2 separate regions of the Sus scrofa genome follow, and region 2 is linked to region 1. Evidence: chromatin contacts called from public HiChIP or PLAC-seq data. All regions are on one chromosome and are shown on one strand. The core of a region is the stretch at or near the end of the contact, and the rest is flanking DNA. Distances in the headings are between cores, read along the strand shown.

Evidence for each region. HiChIP or PLAC-seq counts read pairs in DNA pulled down with a chosen protein or histone mark.
Region 2: a contact with region 1 is called in an H3K27ac HiChIP or PLAC-seq map of alveolar macrophages. The contact joins the promoter of SENP3 here to the promoter of FGF11 in region 1. A contact is called at or near these places in 2 of 5 promoter capture datasets (fetal liver and liver), 13 of 47 Hi-C or Micro-C datasets (blood, embryonic fibroblasts, epiblast stem cells and 6 more) and 2 of 2 datasets of contacts at active chromatin or transcription factors (alveolar macrophages and skeletal muscle).

Annotation. Positions count from the first base shown.
Region 1 is chr12:52,740,329-52,743,429 of Sscrofa11.1, reverse strand. FGF11 (fibroblast growth factor 11) reads right to left here and starts at 1,340. Exons shown (of 5, transcript XM_013981311.2): 1 at 1-1,340. TMEM102 (transmembrane protein 102) reads right to left here. Exons shown (of 9, transcript XM_021067827.1): 3 at 2,838-3,101; 4 at 1,060-2,835; 5 at 701-790. The coding sequence ends at 2,108.
Region 2 is chr12:52,855,902-52,858,816 of Sscrofa11.1, reverse strand. SENP3 (sentrin-specific protease 3) reads right to left here and starts at 1,354. Exons shown (of 11, transcript XM_021067831.1): 1 at 1,123-1,354; 2 at 1-306. The coding sequence starts at 295. TNFSF13 (TNF superfamily member 13) reads right to left here. Exons shown (of 6, transcript NM_001112690.1): 5 at 2,863-2,915; 6 at 2,327-2,665. The coding sequence ends at 2,556.

The DNA of each region.
Region 1 (3,101 bases), core at 91-2,590:
AACCGGCGGGCGTCCGGAGCGCGCTGGGCTCCTCCAGAGAAGCCCGCTCGCTCACCAGGACATGCTCCTGACGCTCCGGTCCCGACTCACCGCCCCACCCAGAGGACCTGAGGATAAGCCCTAGACGACCCTCACCCCTGGCACCAGCTCCCACCCTTGGGCCCGGCGCTAGCTCCGCCTGCCAGACCTTGCAGCCTCTGCACCTCTCAATGGACCCCACCCTCAACTTTGGTCCCCCTTCTGAACACTCCTCCTTTCCCTGATCTCCAGTGTCCCTGTCCCCCACTTCCCCTGTCCCAAAGCCAAGACCCTCAAATTTTCCAAGCTACGGTTTCAGTATTCCCAGGCACCTTCCCACCCTGTTTCAGGCCCTGCACTCCAGCCAAATCCACTCTTGCAATCTTAAGTGTGTGGGTCCTTAGTTTGGGGGGTATTAGCTCGCCTCACTCCTGCTGGGGTGCTGCCAATGTCAGGGAAGAACCCAACCTCGGGTGTCTTTTCCTTTGCCACCCACGAAGTGCAGAATCCCCCACTTTTTTTCCCCCCACTGGAATCCCCCAAAACTATATCTGGAAATATCCAGACTGTCCCTGTTCAGTGAAGAGGTTCCCAGGCCCTGTCTCTGGACAAAACCATTTCTCACCAAGTCACCCCCATTTCTAGTGGCACAGCGTTCCAGCTGCTGAGCCCCTTTCCTCACCTTGTTACCCTCCACTCCTTTTGAAGTCACCTCCAAATCCGCCCTTCCTAGTGGTTACACCAGGTGGTTGTCTGAAGGGCCCTCTGTCACCTCGGAATAAGGAGCATAGGTTTTTGGTTTTCCTTTTTTTTCTGGCAGCCCCTTAATTTCCTCGGGGACAGCTGGTGCTGTTTAGATCCCACGCCCTCCAATCCAACCAGCCCCCCGAGAGAGGAGTGCACCCACGTTGTCACGGGTCCCCAAATGTGAGCAGACCCCCTGTAAGTCAAGAGCGCATCGGAGCTTTCTGCGACAGGGCTTCCTGGTCCTCCCCGGGACTGCCTATAACACCCCCTCTTCCTTCCCCGACGCCCCTCAACCTGTCCTGTCTTGTCGATCCGGCGACGGCTGGCGCTGGCTCCGGTTCCAGGCTCCTCCCTCCCTGTACCCCGCAAGCGGAGCTTCCCCCCACGCCCAGCTAGGCGTCCCGGACCCCAGGAAGGAGTGAGGGTGTCTCCGCAGAGCGCCCTGGTCGGGCGAAGTGAGCACTGGGCCTGGCGGCTGGACCAAGCGGCGAGGCGGCAGCGGCGGCAGCGGTAGCGGCTGTGGGAAGCTGAGGCGGCGACGGCGACAGCAGCTCCCCCTCCTCGGAGAGCCGGCCCGGGGGCGGGGCAGGGGGCGGAGACGCTGGGAAAGAGGGGGGTGAAACTGGGCGGGCGGAACCCCGGGGTTCCTTGGTGGCTGAGAGTGAGGACGGCCTTAGAGGCAGGCGGAGCCGAGGCAAGGCCGCATGTCTCGGGGTTCAGAGGATGAGGGACAAGAAGGCGACTCCACTGAACGGAACCCTGGATGGGGGGAGAGGTTGGGCGTCAGATGGAATGGCGGATGCCTGGAGAATGGAGAAAGGGACCCTACTACCCTACTACACGGGATGGAGGACGGCTGGATGAGGAAAGGGCGGGGTTGGGGGGGGAGTAACGGAAGAGATAGGAGTGGTGGTGAGTTCTAGCCTGGGGTGAAATCTGGCCTCCTTAACAACTCCGCTTTTCAAACTGGTCAGCTCCTGGTCTCCATACCGCTTTTTTTCCACGTTTTGTCAGCAAATAATTTCCCCCACCCCCATCCATATTGACTCCAAAGAGAAAAGACCATAAGAACTGGGGGGGGGGGGGGGGGGAAGACGGCGGCCCCGAAGGCTGCACGGGAGCAGGAGGGGTGCTGGCCACAGATCCGGAAAGTGGAGAGGCCAGAATGGAACCTGTGCCAGGAGGAGGGTGGGAGGATGGGGAGGAATCGACGAGGAGGCCTTCTAGAACGGGCTCTTTGGGACCTGGGCGCTCAGCCTGTCTCCCAGGTGAGGGGAGAGCAGTGCCCTCCACATTCCGCTGGCCAACAGAAGCACTTTCCAGGCCAGTTGGAGCAGCATCTTTAATGGGCCCCGCCTCCCACGCCGGCTAAGCCGCCCCCCTTGCGCGCCGCCTTGGCCTCCTCCACGGCGGCGCGCAGGGCCCGGGCAGGGTCCCCGCGAAGCAGGGCCAACGCCCCAAGCAGCGAAACCGCGCCGTCCCCTGCACGGAGCTTTTGGCCACTCAGAAAATAGTGGGGCAGCGTCCCGGCTTCGAGCACCCGGCCCAGCTCATCCAGCAGCCCGAGGCAGCAGGCGCCCGCATTTTCGGGCCGCGCCAGATAGAGCGCGGGCAGCCGCTCGCACGCCCAGTAGAGCAACGTCCGCAGGAGGTAGGGCGCTGCGGCCCGGGTCCCGACCACCAGCGGGCGCAGCAGCGCCTGGGCTGCCGCGTGCGCTTGCAGCAGCGGCTCGGCTATGCGCGCCTTGAGCGCCAGCTCCTGGCGGGCGAAGCAGAGCTGCCAGCCAGAGGCTTCTGGCCGCTCTGTGCCGCCGCCGCCGCCGCCGCCGGGCACCAGGTAGAAGGAGGACGACTCCGTGGCCAACGGGCCGGCCCACGAGTGGCTCCGAGCCCCCTCGGGCCAGCCGGCCACGGACACCACAGGGATCAGGTCGAAAAGCAGGAGTCGGCGCGGGGGCCCGGGCGTAGCCAGCAGGATGGTGGTGTACCCAGCGTGGCGGGCTGCGTGAACCAAGCGCGGGGCACCTGGGACCGGGAGCAGGGACTCAGCGACCGCAGCCAGCGAAGCAAGAACCAGGCAGCCACCTGGGCGGGACACAATGTGGGCCATGCCTCCCGAGCCTCCGACGGCTGGGGCTGTGGCATTGGGCTAACGTCGGCTGCTTTGGTGACGTCACCATTCGTTTTTTTCAATGGTGAGGGAAAGCCAACATCGGTTGCGTCTTGCTGAGGCGACTCTGGCACTGAAACGTTACTAGGTGATTTTTCCAAAGACTCGTGTGCCTCAGGATCAGTGACGTCACCGTGCGGCTGGTCCACAGAGGTTTTCGGGTCCT
Region 2 (2,915 bases), core at 105-2,604, 120 kb before region 1:
GCAGCCGCCAAGCTGCCACTTCCTCTTCCTCATCTTCATCCTCATCATCTTCCTCCTCTTCTTCCTCTTCACTAGCTGAAGCATCAAAAGAGGGCCGAGGAACAGGGAGGCGTCTGGCTGGCACTGTGGTCCCTGACCCAGGATCTGGCCCAAACCCTCCACCTGATTTGAGTCGGGGCTTTGGGGGTGGAGGCCAACGAAGACGCTCCCGCCTGGGACTTGAATAAGCTGGGGCGATGCCGGGTCCAGGAGGCTCAGGCCTCCAAGACCCGGTCCCTTGTATAGTCTCTTTCATCTTCCAGTAACCTGTAAAACAGAGATCAGAGTGTCGGAATCAAACATCTTACACCCCAAACCCTGCCTCTCTTCCTCACAAGCTTCTTCTATCATCAGATGCAAATAAACTAAGGAAAAACTGCAGAACTCCTCTAACTTCAGATCTTCCACTAGGAAGGTGGTCCACAAGGTAGCTTTTAGAGTCTGTACCATCATCTCTCTCTTGCCCTAACAGAGGCATGGGAGAATGGCTAAGCAGTAGGCTCCAGGGCTCTTATTTCTCAGATCCCCAGGTCAAACCCAGTATTTTCAGACTCCACTTCCCTAATGTAATACCACCAGGGATGTCCTAATTGAGAGTCTAATAAGAAAAACGGCTCAGTGCGGGAGACCTGACATGGTACAGAAATACTTGGGGAAAACACAACTTCCGCGGGGAAACCATGATCTAGAATAGGAAGAGAGTTCTCAAGCACCCGAGAATGAATGGGGGTGTGTGGGCGGGCTCAGGTCGTCTCACGGAATGGGCACACCAGAGCTATACAGGATCTAATGAAAAGGGCGTGATTTTTAAGGAAACCGAAAGAGAACCGAGTCGGCGCTCAGGCCGCCGAAGCAAGACGTTGGGACAGAACTGAGTCGAGCAAGGTTAGCCCAGCCCCCTCTCCCGCTCCGTCCCCGGGGACCGGAACGCGTCCCAGCACCGGTACAGGCTTCGGCGGCTCGGCGTGCAAGGACCTGAAGAAGCCCCTTCGAGGGCCTCCTGGGCCCGGCTTAGGTAGGAATGAGATCCAGGAATGGGAGAGGCCGCGGCAGAGCTGGGGGGAGGGGACGGGGCGTCCTCACCGGGAGCGGGGAAGCCGGGCGGACAGGCCCGAGGGCGGGCGTCTCCGGCCTCAGGCTTCCCGGCTCATCTCTCTGGCGACGGCGGCGGCCCCGCCACTCCTGCTGTCTTCAGGCGCAGCCGTCTCAATTCAGGATTCCAACGCTTCTGGGTCGCGCGCCGCTCCGCGCCGCGGAGCCGCCCCTCGGCGCCGCCTCTTGCTCCGCTTCAGCCCCCACCTCCCCCTCCTCCCCCTCCTCCGCCTCCTCCTCTCCTCCTTCCCCTCCCGCGAGCCCCAGGCCCACCGGCGGTGGCGGCGCACAATTAGCACGTCACACGCCGCGAACCGCGCCGGCGCGGCCACCACGCGCCTAGTCCCGCCTACTCTAGAACGTAGACGCCACGGGACCGTCCCGCCCACGAGCCCTACGCAGGGCCGCGCCTGCGCACACTCGCTACACCGAAGCTGCACGGGGCGGCCCCTGCACTCGCTCTTTTGCGCCTGCGTGTCGCATGCGGCTCGCGCCTCCCCCTCCCCCGCGCGTGTAGTTTTGCGTTCCACCAGCTCGCCGGCCTGAGCTGGGGGTCCTGGCGTCCCCGTCCCTTGAGGCGTGTCAGAGGCGGGCCGGGAGTGCCGGGAGATCCCGGTACGGGGACGCGGCTGAGACAAAGCGGTGGGGGAAATGGATCTGAGGTTTCATTTATTTCTTTAATTTTAGGCAGGGCTTGCGCAGAAAGAGATGAGAGGAGTGTCAGGACTGGGGCTTATGATTCATCCGAGGCTTCCCGGTGAACCTTTCCACTCTAGAGAGTGGCCTGCCGCGCCACGGCAATGGAGAGGGTCACAGGCAAAACTTGAGTAATGTAGCTGCGAGGGGATCGTCGTTGTCGGGCACATAATAATTACATCTCTGATAATAGTGACGGCAACTGGGGCCCGACAGACGGAGAAAGGGAAGTGAGGAAGAGGTTGCCAGTAGGGTGAAGAGGCAGAGGGTACTTGGAGAGAGGTGTGGCACAGGGGACCAGGATTCTTCTGAGTGGAGGGAGGCTTCGTGACTTCTGCCCACAGGCAAGATGATTGTCTCAAACTGCCGCTAGATGGTGGTGCTGTTCTGGAAGCATTCCAGTGGGAATCCAGAGCAAGTCTAGACAATGCCTGACATCCCCCCCCCCAACTCCCTCAATTTGGGGCTGGATGGAGAACTTAAAAAAAAAAAAAAAGAAAACGATAGTCTGTCTCTTTAATATCCATGAATTTAAAGACCCCCCCGGGGGGGGAGGGGAGCAGGAGGAGGAAGGGAGAGTCAGGAGCTGTCAAACCTGGGGTTCCAGTCAAACTCTGAACAGGCCTCTGCTCCTGCCTGTTCCCTGTCCTTTGTCTCCTCGGCTCTTGGCTGTCTCCGAAATGTACCCACCCTGGTCTTCCAAGCTCAGAACCACCTTTACAACACAATCACAGTTTCACAACTCCCAGGAAGGTTCCATGTGGAGAGAGGCTGAGTTTCGCCCTGGCCCGGGGGATCACAACACTCAGAATGTCCCCTTGGTGTAAATGGAACACACCTGAGAAAGGGAGAAACATGATGCTCAGTGAAGCACATGCAGAGCCCTCGATTTCACGCTCCCACCTTCGACTCGGCCCTCTTTTCTGCTTCACTGCTCAGATCCTCCTCTCCAGCCAGGCTCCAGGCCCGTGCCATAGCATCCCCACCTCTACCCGCAGGTGGGAGAGCCACCCTCCACTGCCCAGATGCTCTCACCTGCACTGTAGCAGCTATTGTAGGCCCAGTCGGGGTTGGAGGGCATACTTCGA